Regions from separate parts of the Sus scrofa genome. Here all the other regions are linked to region 3. Evidence: chromatin contacts called from public Hi-C and promoter capture Hi-C data. All regions are on one chromosome and are shown on one strand. The core of a region is the stretch at or near the end of the contact, and the rest is flanking DNA. Distances in the headings are between cores, read along the strand shown. Region 1 overlaps MYO5B (unconventional myosin-Vb). Region 2 holds the start of RPL17 (ribosomal protein L17). Region 3 holds the start of SKA1 (spindle and kinetochore-associated protein 1).

Region 1 (4,595 bases), core at 1,374-3,873, 530 kb before region 3:
TACAGAGTCTTGCATAATAAAGCTAGTTTGGCACAGCATTTTAAATCAACTATACTTCAGCAAATGCAAATGAAAACATTACATAATTCTAGATAACACTAAAAAAAACAAAACAAAACAAAACAAACAAAAAAAAAACCCAACAACTAGCATCTTGGCAACCAGCAGGATGAGAACTGAACTTTCTCCCTTTGACCCTGGCATCAGGTTCATTACCCCTATTTACTAATTGAAAAAGCAGAAGGTCAGATGTCTCCTATTTGCAAGTTATTTTGTCTTTTCCTTTGCCCTGTGTCTGCCCAGTGCCAGCAGCAGAATTCTTGGAGAGCAGGCACATGTCATAGACTCCCCCAGCATGGAGTCCCCCTTACCCCCCTCCCCTGTCTCACACAGCCCTGGGCACACACAAGACCCCTGAAGGCCAGTGGGACTGGGTGGTAGGCAGAGCCCTGCTGCCCCCAACCCTGGGTTTCAGCTCCTCCATCCCTGCTCCTGGGGGGGCCTCTGCTCCTGCTGGTTTGATCCCAGTTTTCCTGGCAGGAATTATGAAGCAGAAGCTGCATCCACACTGCCTGCTACCAGGACCAGTAACCCCTTCCTAATTCCCAGGGGGAAACGATCCTTCCCAGGAGCATTTGAGGCCATGGGCCAAGGGATGCCCGTCAGGTTGGGTGTGAGGTTGGGGGGTGCGGCTGTTACATCTCCCCCTGGCTCAGCCACACGAGGAGGGACCTGGCCCCTGCAGGGCTCACCCGGGCTGCTTCTTGGGCACAGCTGGTCACACCCACAGCAGACCTGACTCTGAAGCATCTGCAAAGGAGCCGAGTAAAAACCAATGGTGAGGATGCTTCAAGGGCCACCCAGGGCTTTTGCTCCATCGTCACACTTGTTCTCCCTCCAGCCAGGCTGGGGGCTACTGCTGGTCAGTTTACCCTGGGACCCCTCCTAGTCAGGGTTCTGGCCCCTCAGCCCGGGCCTGGCTTTTCCAGACACTCTCTCTTCTCGGAGCCCTCAGCTGGCCTGTGTCCGCTTACCACTGCAAATCCGCTCATGGCCTGGGCTGCATGAGGGGGAGCCCACAGCTTAGCACCTCCCCTTTCTTGGATATTTACACTTATTTTATTTTTTTGTAGGGCACAACAGTGGCATGTGTAAGTTCCCAGGCTAGGGGTCAAATCGAACTGCAGCTGCCGGCCTACACCACAGGCAAGTGGGATCTGAGCCATGTCTGTGATCTACACCGTGGTTCACAGCAATGTCATATCCTTTAATTCACTGAGCGAGGCCAGGGATTGAACCCACATTCTCATGGATACTAGTTGGGTTTGTAATGCACTGAGCCACAACAGGAACCCCTTAACACTTACATTATTTAACTCAGGCCTTTTGGCCGCTGAGCTAGTGCTTTAAACCCAGTGGGCGGGTCCCTGTCCTCCAACTTTCTCATTTCCAGGCATGCAGAGATGCCAAGGTGGGAACCACCTGCCTGACACTGACACTTGCGCTGGAAGTCAGGTGGTCTCCAGGCCTTGGTCTTAAGCCTCTTCCTGCCTCACACTGGCTGGCCCCTCAGGCACTGAGGAGTGGCTGCCTGGCCCCAGCAGGGCAGGCGGGGGGGGGGGGGGGGTGGAAACGAGTGTGGAAGTTGGCATCCTTAATTCCATAACATACCAGGCGTTGTGCACAAAGTGCAGAGCAGAGAACCATGCCGCCCAGTCATTCCACAGCGCTCAGGAAGTCAGGCACATGAGTAAATTAAAAACCAGTCAACCAACTCCAGGCCCATCCTTTGTTCCCCAAGAAAGGGTCTCTCTCCAGCTCCACCCACACCACTGGGGGGGGGGGGTTGGAGAGGGAGCACCACCTGGTGGTTTCAGAAGGAAAACCCTGAACAAGCTTACAGGAATTTACTTTTTAAATCTAAATCCTTGATGTCACTTAATCTTAAAACATATTCATGGAGAACCCACAAATGTTCCACCATGCTGAGCCCTGTTCCCAAAGAGGCCATGGCCACACGCGAATAAGCAGCGGGGAGAGTCTCCAACTGCAGAAGGCAGCAAGATACAGGTTGAGGAAGCTGCTGGAGAGCCAGGCTCTCCAGAAGACAGCTCCCCTCTGCTGACAAACTCCTGGCCCAGTTAATCCTACATGCCCTGGGCCTGTTCTTCACGTGTGAAGTCAATGCGCTTGGCTGAGTTAACCTGAGAGGTTTCTTCTAGATTTGTAATTATATGACCTAAATTTGTAAACGTCATGCACAAAAAAGGCCTGGGATACTATTACTTTCCCTCTGCACAAACTGTGAAACTAGGACCTAACCACCATTGAAAGGACCTGCTGTCTGTGGACAGAAACAGACAAGGTTCCTGCCAGCTTGAGAGGGTGGTTTCCCATTTCTACAAAGACCACTCTGTGCGCACAGAGACAGACATGGTGCTGATGTCTCTCGGGACCACGAGAACTTGGAGGAACATAAGGGAATGATCACCGCTAGAAGGCAGGAGCAGCTGAGTGGGTGCTGTGAGAGGAGCCAAGCAGTCAATCCTCCCTGCTCTGCCCTGCCCAGCAGGACAGCCTGCAGCAGCTGGGGCTCAAGGCCAAAGGACTGTCAACTCCAAGAGCACCCTAAAGCGGCTGCACTAACTCCTTCCTGTTTGGATAAGGTCTCTCCTCTCCTGCGCAGGCTCTTTAGGGGCTAACAATCCCAGGTTCACCTGCCCAAGCTCAGGTGGCAACAGCACAGCTGCTCTCCGTGCCAAGGGCCCCCTGTTGTTTCCTGGTACCTGCTGGGCAGAGAAGACCTGCAAGGAGGTTTCCTGGGACCTGAGGAAAAGTCTAGAAATGCACTCTAAGTCTTGCTGTGGAGCTCCGCAGACTTGGCAAGGCTTGGGTTGAACTGACCCGTGGCCAAAGGAGCATGTTTGCAGAGCCAGGCCTGAGCCCTGGCCACACTCCTGCCCCCAGGGGCAAGGCCAGAGGCAAGGCCAGCCTGAGAGCAGCCGGGATCATCTGCCAGCCCACTTGCCCGTCTCCCCCAGGTAGGCCCTGCAGGCTTGGTTCCAGACAGCCCTGGGAAGGAGGCTTCTCCCAGCACCTTGCCTATCTGCGGCAGCCTGTCTCTGGGCATGGACTAGCCCTCTCTTTACTTTAGCGCTGCCATTTATAAAATGGTAATAATGATGTTGGTTTCCCTTGGTTCCCAAGATGTGAAAATGAGAGAGCATTTGGAAGCAGAAGGGCCCTATGTATTCCTGGGGCTCTTCTCGGAGCAGACCCTGAGCACTGGCTTCTCTCCCACAATTTGAAAACCAAAGACCCAGTGGCAAAGGTCAAAAAATAACTCTATAAACTATGCAAGTTAGCAAATGAAGAAATTCTGAACTTGGAGACCAGGACTCTTAAAGAGGCTGTGATCCAGTGCTGGTGGTGGGGGTTGTCTCCACTTCCTCCTGAAATCTAAGCAAAATTAAGTGTACAAGTGTGAGTTTTTTCCTAGGGGAGAGCATAGATTATTTTTCCAACCACACCGACTCCAAAATCATCCCTGCATAATACAGTTTGTATTTAAAGCAGAATATCCTCCATTTCAAGAAAATAGTAGGCGAGGAAAAGCAACTCTGTCTTCAAAGCACCTTTGTGGGGGGTGGTCCTGATCGCGAAGGATGCCCTTGCCAGCCGGGCTCCAGGAATCGCAGGCCCATTCCTCCTGCCCTGCCAGCCTACCCACTGTGGTCCTCCCTGCTGCTGGGATTCCCGCGATTGGAAGGGAGACAAAACACCAATGTCATTTGCAGGTGAGACAGGCTCTGGCTCCCCACCCCCACCCCGAGGCGGCTGCTCTTTCCTGTACTTAACTTGGTTTCACAGGCTATTAGTTCACTATTGTACCCTGGGCTTGCTGGGAATGGAATTATTTTAAGATATAAGAAAAGCTATTTTTATTTTATCACCATCATCATTATTGCTGCAAAGGAAGACAAATCCAGGGTATTAAGCCTCCCCTGGGAAAACCTATAGTTGGGGCTGGATTCCTGACAACCATCTGGATGAATAAAAGGCAGCTGATAACAGGGATGGTTTATGAAGATCACAAAGATATGCACACTCGCTTGTCAGGACCAAGCTCCCGGTTTCCCTCTTTCTCTTTTTGTTAAATTTCAAATATCACCTGTGCTTCTTTTTCTTATTCATCTCCTTTCTTATCGTCACCCAAGATAATTGAAAATGACTAAATCTTGACTTTGGTTTTGGCATTCAGAGATTCACCTTCATTTTCCCCTCTCCCTCCTTTAGAGAAAAGAAGTACATCTCTCTGGAAATAAAACCCGAGTTTCTTCCTGGGGGCCTTCACCTTCGGATCACCTCTGCAGTGCGCTGGAGGCAGCCGGTCCTGGGAGTCAGTCCTTCTGGAGGCCACCCTGACTCCGTGAGCCTGCACAGCTCCATTTCCTCAACCATGAGAAAGGGGCTAGATGAGAAGATCTCGAAATCAATGTCCAGGAAGCCCTCACATGCCTGCCAACAAGTTCATGCTGCGCCCAGTGCCACCTACTGACAATTTCTGGATGCACTTGTTTTCAGCAATTTTGAAC
Region 2 (4,659 bases), core at 1,114-3,613, 930 kb before region 3:
TGTTTATATTTAAAAATATTCCGTGAAGGGATGTATTGTACTATGAAAAAGGTCCATGTAAGAAAGCTTACCACCCTTCTTAAAATACTGAAAACAAAGAGAAAGACAGTCAAGGAAATCAAACTAGACATAGCAATTTAAACTGAATCCAAGCTTTATGTATAAAAACATTAATGTTTCAGGTACCTTAAGTTCAGCATTACTCTCTGCATTTTTAAGCATGTGCAATAAAAATTCAGCACTCTTTTTGGGCCACCGACCCTGTGTCCAGCCCCACTGTTTGGCCTAAAAATCAAACAAACAAAAAGAAAAGCAGAGACTATTAGCCACTTCCCGCAACTTAAATCAATGTTACAAGATGATTTTAACTGACATCAAGGTTGCTCAGGACATGGTTTTTTTCATGGTTAATCCAAAGGTGTCCTAAGATTTGTCATCACAGCAACCAGAAAGAGATAAAAGACACTTTCCTTTTACAATTTGTCTTTTAAAATGGCAGCTATGAATTCTCACCTGGGCACACCTACCGACTCCACCATTGTAACGACGGAATGGCACACATTGCTTCTGTAGAGTGACGTCTTTCAGATACTTGGTGGCTTTTCGAATATGCATACCCTTAATGGCCTGGGCAGTTTCACGAGTGTTCTAAATACAAATAATATAAGCTGTGAGTTAACCATAATCACAATTTTAAAACATGAAATTCTAAGATTTTCAAAATGTCAACATTGCCAACACCTACAACTTTTCCATGTTATATAATAAAATTCTGTGATCAATACAATGAAATATTACAATATAACGAAATAATGCAATTAAAAATTCTGTGATCAAGAGCTAAGGGGAGTTCCCGTCGTGGCGCAGTGGTTAACGAATCTGACTAGGAACCATGAGGTTGCAGGTTCGATCCCTGGCCTTGCTCAGTGGGTTAAGGATCCGGCGTTGCTGTGAGCTGTGGGGTCACAGCTCCGATTCGACCCCTAGCCTGGGAACCTCCATATGCTGCGGAAGCAGCCCTAGAAGAGACAAAAAGACAAAAAGACAAAAAGACAAAAAAAAAAAAAAAGCTAAGGAAGCTTGGTTTGAAGGTGGAGTCAATCACCTATGCCCTACACTGTCATCCTGTCATCTACAATGTTCCATACCTTCATCTGTACACTAGGTTCCCAAGCAGTTCTTTGGCACTTTTTCCTAATTCTGCAAATGCTAAAGCAACACACTCCTTACATGTATATGTACCAAAAGGTAGCTGCTCAGAATCAATTTATTTTCATGGTAAATCCAAAGGTGTCCTAAGAAACACATCACTGCAGCTACCTTTTCACAATGGTGACAACACTCACTAGAACTCATGGAACAACTCTTGTAGAGTATAGCTGTGGATTCACATACCTTAAAGTGAACACGAAGATTTGAACCTCTTGATTTGCATGCTAAAATACACAGAAAAAATTTGTGTTAATTTTGGGTGTCCTGTAGCCTATTACTCCAAAATAAAAAATGTTTCTTTTCTTGTTCACTTACATTTTGTGGGGTTTTCTGGGTCGAGTGAATAGCGAACCATTTTTAGAGGTCACCTGGAAGCGAGCAAACATAATGCTATCAATACATATTGTAACTCATACTTTATATATGGACCCAACGCAGGCAGCTGCTCAGAGAATAGTTGCCATGACTAATCCAAAGGTGTCCAAGGAAATGCCAGTATCGCAGCCACCCTTTCTATCCAGCGTTCCATCCCCTTTGCAACTACGCTAACTACAGCAGTGCTGACACGGAGCTCAGCAGCCCTCTTTAACCCTCAAGAAGATACCGTGTGTTCCAATCCAAATCTGGATCCTTCAGGCCAAAATAACTCAATCCAACTACAACCCCCTACACGCTCCCTCTATATCTTTCCACTTTCGAGGCTCTAACCCACGTTCAGTGCCACTGAATGTGAAACACACCCAATAACTAAACAAAGCCGCGACTCGAATTGACCTTATTTCCCCAGATCTCTCCGTTCAGTCCCAAACGCCCTTCATTAGCGGCCACCACTTACCGCGAGACACTGGACCTCAGGAGTCAGCACCGACCACAAACTGCCTGTACCTCTGCCACCCCCATTCCCGCGCATCTCGCCCCTCTGCCGGCGGCAGAGGCCGGACAGCATCAGGGAGTCAAGCTGTTAACTCCGAAACGTCCCCCCAGCACGGAGGAACACCATCACTAGTTAAGAATCAGTAACCACGAAGGTCCTGTCCCCAAGAATTTCGAAATCGGTGCAGCCAAGGTCAGGATGGCAGCGATAACCGGAGGATTCACCACTCGCGAAGAAAAGACGAAGACACACTCACCTCAGGCCGCTTACTGGAAAAGAAAGACCGGAGGCTCATGGGAGAACTCAAGAGAACTCGACATCTCGCGATATTTCCAGTCAAAGGAACGAGATTTGAAGAGGGGAGGAGGGCGGAGGAAAAAGGGAGTGTGGAGTATGTTGACGAATTTCCTCCTTAGGAACTGTCTCAAAATTCTCCTTTTTTTTTGTATACAGAAAGAAAGTCATGGATTTTAAATATCAATGAATTAAAAACGTGTTTGTAATTCTAGGACAGAACCATGTATTATTAGGTATAGATGAGACATTTATTCGTCAACGTTTGTTAGTTTTGATTATGTAATTATGTGAAAGCGGTTTATAAATCGACAGTTAATAAGACACACACACAAAAAGAAGATGCAAATGCTGAGATGTAGTTATGGTAATAAGAAAATTCTCAGTATAAGAATATCACCCAATCAATTGTACAGCAAGCCATGTGAAGGATGTACTAACTGAAGGGATGTGCAATTTGTAGATCCACATCTGAGAAAGAATGTCCCTTCCTTGGAAACAAAATGCCAAGAGGAATTTTCTTCCTCACCTAGCTCTTCTTCTGGTTTATTCCCTTAGATTTATGGTAACAGTTAGCTTTAGGTCTTCTTTTTACAGCCTTAATGAATTTCTTGTAAAATGTAAATGAACTCTTTAAATTGTATTTTATATGTATTTACTTCAATCTGTTGTCTAATTCTTTTTTTTTTTTTTTTTTTTTTGTCTTTTTTTTGGCATTTCTTGGGCCACTACCGCGGCATATGGAGGTTCCCAGGTTAGGGGTCGAATCGGAGCTGTGGCCACCAGTCTATGCCAGAGCCACAGCAACGCAGGATCCGAGCTGCATCTGCGGCCTACACCACAGCTCATGGCAACGCCGGATCTTTAACCCACTGAGCAAGGCCAGGGATCGAACCCACAACCTCATGGTTCCTAGTCAGATTTGTTAACCACTGCACCACGACGGGAACTCCCTCTGTTGTCTAATTCTTTATTCATTTTATTTATGTCTAGAAATCTTAGTTATTAAGACAATGGTGAGGAGTTCCCATCGTAGCTCAATGGTTAAGGAACCTGATTAGTATCCATGAGGACATGGGTTCGATCCCTGGCCCCGCTCATTGGGTTAAGGATTTGGCTTTGTCATGAGCTGTGGTGTAGGTCGCAGACACTGCTCAGATCCTGTGTTGCTGTGGCTGTGGCGTAGGCTAGCAGCTACAGCTCTGATTGGACCCCTAGCTTGGGAACCTCCATATGCCACAGGTGTGGCCCTAAAAAGACAAAAAGACAGACAAAAAGACAAAAAAAAAAAAAAAGAAAAAAATAGTGAAATACAAATACAGTCATCCTTAGCAATCTGCTTACTTGTTCTTTAATCCATTCAAAGAACATTCATTGAACACATATTCCTGACTTTGTGCTAAATGCTATGCTCTAATGGGCACTAGGGAAGTCCCAGATCTAGGGAACCCACAGTCTTAGAATGAGGGTAGGGACAGAGAGGTAGGGAACTAAGAAGTGAATGGCCAATTAGGATACTTTGGTGTGAAATTGCTAGAGTGAGCACTTGGAGTAGAAAAGCATCCCTTGAGTAGATGACTTGGCAGCTACACCATGAATGACCAGAAGGAGAGAGCTGGCCATGACAATAAGAGAAAAAGAATTATTATTATTGCCAGCAAGGTAATTCTGTTCTGGAGGAGTTCCCTTCTTGGCTCAGTGGTTAACAAACACTACTAGGATCCATGAGGATGCAGGTTTGATCCCCAGCCTCTCTCAGTGGGTTAAAGATCTGGCATTGCCTGGAGCTGTGGTTTAGGTCTCAGATGCAGCTCGGATCCTGCAGTGCTGTGACTGTGGCATAGGATGGGCAGCTGTAGCTCCAATTTGATTCTTAGCCTGGGAATTTCTATAGGCTGTGGGTACAGCCCTAAAAAAAAAGAAAGAAAAGTCTGCTCTGGGAACTGCAAGTGTTCGGATTCCTTTTGGACATGGTGGGGAGAGATAAGGGGGATTGGTGAACCTGATCTTGAAGGAAACTATTTGGCAAGAAGTTTTAAATTTATCCTAAGGTCAGTGGGGGATTTTTGAAAGTGTTCAAATGCTTGGAGGATGGGGGAGGTGACCTGGTCAGATTCACTTTTGAAAAGATCACTCTGCAGGGAGATATTTGAGATGCCTCAGGGCAAGACCAGAGGCTGGCAAAAGATGGTGGTGGCCTGAACTGGTTGGATTCGGTTTAATTTTTTTTTGGCAAAGAGAATGTAGAGTGTTGGATGAATTCAAGATATTTACATTAA
Region 3 (4,218 bases), core at 1,390-3,889:
GTGCTAAAACACCATGTCTAATTGGAAAAACTGGAGATATTGTGTCTTACAAATCTGCTCTATTAATACCTCTCTTCTTTTTCATTCCTGTCCTGGTCTCTCCCCCTCACTAGGCAGCCAGTTCTCTTATCTTACCTCCTTTTTCTTTTTTCCCACATCACAGCATGTGGAATTTCCCAGGCCAGGGATGGAATCCTAGCCATAGCTGCGATCTATGCTGCAACTGTGGCAACTCTGGATCCTTAAAACCCACTGTGAAAGGCTGGAGACTGAATGTACACCTCTGAAGAGACAACCATAGGGGAAAGGCTGCCTGAGGATGGAAGCAACACAGAAAACACATAACTGAGAGATGGAGATGGCTTTCTTAACAGTGTGTTTGAGTACCTGGGTTCAGCTATAACCAAACACACACACACACACACACACACACACACACACACACACACAATTATACAGTTTTATAAGCCAAATAGTCTTTTTTTTTTTCTTGCTTAAATCAGTTTGGATTGAATTTCTGTCATTGCAACTCAAGGAGTCCTGCCAAGTAAACCAGTTCCAGAAAGAAGTAGCAGTGTGATCCAATTGCTCAATTCATATTTTTTCTCCATTTCCCCACCTCTCCTCTTGTATTCAGTGCCTTTATACTTTCTTCTCCCTACTTATTTTCTCCTGGGAGATAAGCTGATAATGTTTGTCCTGGATGCTGCAGGGTGAATTTCTGTTACATTGTTTTTCATAGAATATTGACATTTTAAGCCTGACATTTAGTCCTACAATGAAAGGCTTTGTGTTGAGATTGAAAGAGATTTAAAAAATGTATCAACCAAATAACAATGTGTAAATCTTGTTTGGATTCTAATTCAAACAAACCAACAGTTTTTAAAATAAACAACTTTAAAAAAGTTTCTATCTTTAGGAGGTAGATATGGGAAGGTTTTTGGATGAAAAGATAAAATGTTTGAGGGTATTCCCTGGTGGCCTAGTGGTTAAGGATCTGGGGTTGCCGCTGCTGTGGCTCAGGTCACTGCAGTGGCACAGATTGGATCCCTGGCCCGGGAACTTCCCCATGCCTTGGGTGAGGCCAAAAAACAAAGAACAACAAAACAAAAAAGAACAGAAAAGAAAAAAGTATGCTGTTTGAGATTTGCTTCAAGATACTCCAGTATGCAAGGGGTGTGATGAGAGGAGGAATAGATGAAACAACATTGTGATAAATTAACAATGGTTAAAGCTGGATGATGAGTTGAGGAGGGGGTTCTTTGGACAATTCTAACACCAAATGTTTGAAATTTTCCATAATAAAAGAGGTTTGTTTGTTTTTGGCAGCCCTGCAACTTATGGAGTTTCCAGGGTTAGGGCCACAACTGCTGCAACTCCAGATCCTTAACCTCCTGTGCCTGGTGCCCTTCAAGGTGCAGGTCCGAAACTAGCGCTTCCAGCGATCCGTTGCGCCACAGGAGAACTCTCATAATAAGAAACGTAAAAACAAGGAGAAATGGCCAAGGGAGCTATTCACCTATGCTCTCTCATTCTCCCTTTCCAAAAGAACTCCTATGTTGTTGAGGATGCAATGTAACTGTCCAGATCCAAAAAAAGTTTAATCATTTTTTTTTCTAGTCTCACTTGCAAATGTGAGTGACCAGTAGAAAGCGGAAAGAAGCCGTTGGGTGTGGTTTCCAAGAAAATTCTTTAAAGTTGCTGTTTCAGGTAGTAAGTGAGCCTGTTTGTTACCATTGCCTCTTAAAGAACTGAGAAAGGGAGTTCCCATCGTGGCGCAGTGGTTAACGAATCCGACTAGGAAGCATGAGGTTGCTGTTCGATCCCTGCCCTTGCTCAGTGGGTTAACCATCCGGCGTTTCCGTGAGCTGTGGTGTAGGTCGCAGACGTGGCTCTGGCGTAGGCTGGCAGCTACAGCTCCGATTAGACCCCTAGCCTGGGAACCTCCATCTGCCTCAGGAGTGGCCCAAGAAAAGACAAAAAACAAAACAAAACAAAAAAAACTGAGAAAGGAACTGGCAATTATCTTGCACCACAAGCAACCATAACGCCAGAATGCGTGATGTCAGGGACCGTGGCGCCTAAAGAAGGAAGGATCCTGGATCCTTGATGATGGTGGAACTGCCACACCAGGCCTGGGATGATTTCCCCTTTTTTTCAACAGGGAGAACTAAACTTTTTTCTCGTTTTAAATTTGCATTCGCCCTTACGGAAGCTGTAAACTCCACGAAGGCAGAGAGTCTCTCTGCCTTATAGCTCACAAACTTGGCTGCTTTTTGGAATTAGCTGGGGTTTTTGTTTGTTTGTTTTTAATATTAAGGTTTGGACCCCACTAACAGAGTGAATTCACTGATTTGGGGTACGGCTTAGGCACTGGAATTTGTAAAAACTGCCCCGGTGATTCTAACTTGCAGCCAATTTGGAGACCCGCTGTTTCAGCTCGCGATTTGATTCCCACAACGACTGACTCCTGGCTGGAGCAAGGTCAGGAGTGGGTGATCAACTGAGATCACCTGCTACCGCACGGAGTAGGAAGGGCAGGCGTCCTAGCTCTGTTTCTCGCCAAAGCGGACTCAGCTGAGCTTTTGCCCGCTTCGCCCCCGCCGCCGCCCAGCTTTGGCCCAGGATAAACACGGAAATGCTTGGCGCGCCTCAGCTCGCTGTCCGAGAGCCCTGAAGTGCGCTTGCGCGACTCCGGGTCCCGGCGGGTAGTTTGAATTTCGCTCCGGGAGTTGAGTCTCGCGATTCTGGACTTCCGGCCGAGACTGGAGTGGTCTACACGCTTCGCGACCGCTGTAGGTGGGCTCTTCGCTGCGGGACCCGCGCTAGGTTGGAGCCTAGAGTTGAAGATCTTGCCCTCGGAAAGCGGGCGGAAGGCATTGTTCGGACGGAGGGGGGGGCGCGCGGGGCCGGACCGGGTTGGGCGGAGGAGCAGAGCTTCACTTTACCTCGCTGGGTGAGCTGGGGGGGATGCTGCAGACTTGTCAGCTATCCTCGGAGTGAGCGGATAGATAGTACCTGATTTCTTTCCTTCCCCTCCCTCGTCTCTTTACCCTAAATAGTAAAGTTCCCACCCCCACAGCATAGCAGAAATGTTTACTTGGACCTGTTTCTTTGAACTTAGAATTCTTTAAGATTTTTATGTATTTTGAGTTTTTACAGAAAACATTAAAAAAAATAAATTACCAATACTTTATATATACATAGTGCATTTGTTCCTCTAAATCCTTAAGGAAATGATGCACGCTTATCGCCTGGACCCCGATTTGTAGGACATTAACTACAGAAGGTTCTAGGACAAGTCAATACTGGACTTTGGTTAGAAACTGAATTTTATAGAATTGAAAGAAATTGCTGTTGGACTTCCCGTGTGGCTCACAACAAAGAAATTGCTGTTGAGTTTTTGTACTTTCTCCCCCCAACCCCCCTTTTTTGGCCGCTCCAGTGTCATATGGAATTTCCTGGGCCAGGGATCCACTCAGCCGCAGCTGGATCCTTAACTCACTGCACCACATCAGGAATTCCTATATTCTTTCCGAGAAGTATCTTACTGGATATTTACCATTCTTGGAGTTTCTCTCTCTCTCTCTCTCTTTTTTTTTTTGGTCTTTTTAGGGCCGTACCCACAGCATATGGAGGTTCCCATGCTAGGGGTCTAATGGGAGCTACAGCTGCCGGGCTTCACCACAGCCCAAGCAACGCGGGATCTTCAACCCACTGAGCAGTGCCAGGGATCATACCTGAACCTCATGGTTCCTAGTCGGATTCGTTTCTACTGCGCCACAAAGGGAACTCCCATTCTTGGATTTTTTTGAAAGTGAACTGAAATTTGTCTGGCTTTTTTTTTTTTTTTTTTTTTTAATAAATATGTTTTTTTTCTTCAGCGGCTTAAAGGATGGCCTTGTCAGATCTGGAACAACTGTGCTCACATATTAATGAAAAAATTGGCAATATTAAAAAAACTCTGTCGTTAAGAAATTGTGGTAAGTAAAACAGATTCCACTGGCTTTGTACATAATAAATGCATTTTGATTATTGTGCCACTTTGAGTGATATACCTGATATGTTAGGTGATTTTAAGTTTCTAATAATGATTTTTAAAACACTCCAGCATTGGTATTGTGAATATTACAGTGGATACTAAAATGCAGGTTCCATTGAACAGTGAATTTTCTATTAATTACATTTATTTACTTAATGCTTTTCTGAGACACACAC

What was found. Promoter capture Hi-C pulls out the DNA fragments that hold promoters and counts their contacts. Hi-C and Micro-C count contacts between places; a contact is called where the count stands out from the background.
Region 1: a Hi-C map of liver shows a contact between it and region 3, with 4 times the contacts expected there. The contact joins the enhancer-like site here to the promoter of SKA1 in region 3. A contact is called at or near these places in 7 of 47 Hi-C or Micro-C datasets (alveolar macrophages, embryonic fibroblasts, liver and 4 more) and 2 of 2 datasets of contacts at active chromatin or transcription factors (alveolar macrophages and skeletal muscle).
Region 2: a promoter capture Hi-C map of fetal liver shows a contact between it and region 3, with 7 times the contacts expected there. The contact joins the promoter of RPL17 here to the promoter of SKA1 in region 3. A contact is called at or near these places in 1 of 5 promoter capture datasets (fetal liver), 12 of 47 Hi-C or Micro-C datasets (alveolar macrophages, blood, embryonic fibroblasts and 8 more) and 1 of 2 datasets of contacts at active chromatin or transcription factors (alveolar macrophages).

Annotation. Positions count from the first base shown.
Region 1 is chr1:99,440,263-99,444,857 of Sscrofa11.1, forward strand. All of the region lies in intron 29 of MYO5B (unconventional myosin-Vb), which reads right to left. Among named protein-coding and RNA genes, the nearest start is that of ACAA2, 130 kb to the left of the region's middle. Within about 2 kb of position 2,624, at least 4 of the 83 cell types and tissues checked have an H3K27ac peak or open chromatin away from gene starts, as enhancers often do. A contact at or near this core is called in liver, where this site is marked.
Region 2 is chr1:99,046,043-99,050,701 of Sscrofa11.1, forward strand. It overlaps RPL17 (ribosomal protein L17), which reads right to left and starts at 2,364. Exons shown (of 7, transcript NM_001244558.1): 1 at 2,343-2,364; 2 at 1,528-1,580; 3 at 1,396-1,436; 4 at 514-648; 5 at 187-285. The coding sequence starts at 1,567.
Region 3 is chr1:99,973,715-99,977,932 of Sscrofa11.1, forward strand. SKA1 (spindle and kinetochore-associated protein 1) reads left to right here and starts at 2,640. Exons shown (of 7, transcript XM_005654425.3): 1 at 2,640-2,829; 2 at 3,885-3,983. The coding sequence starts at 3,896.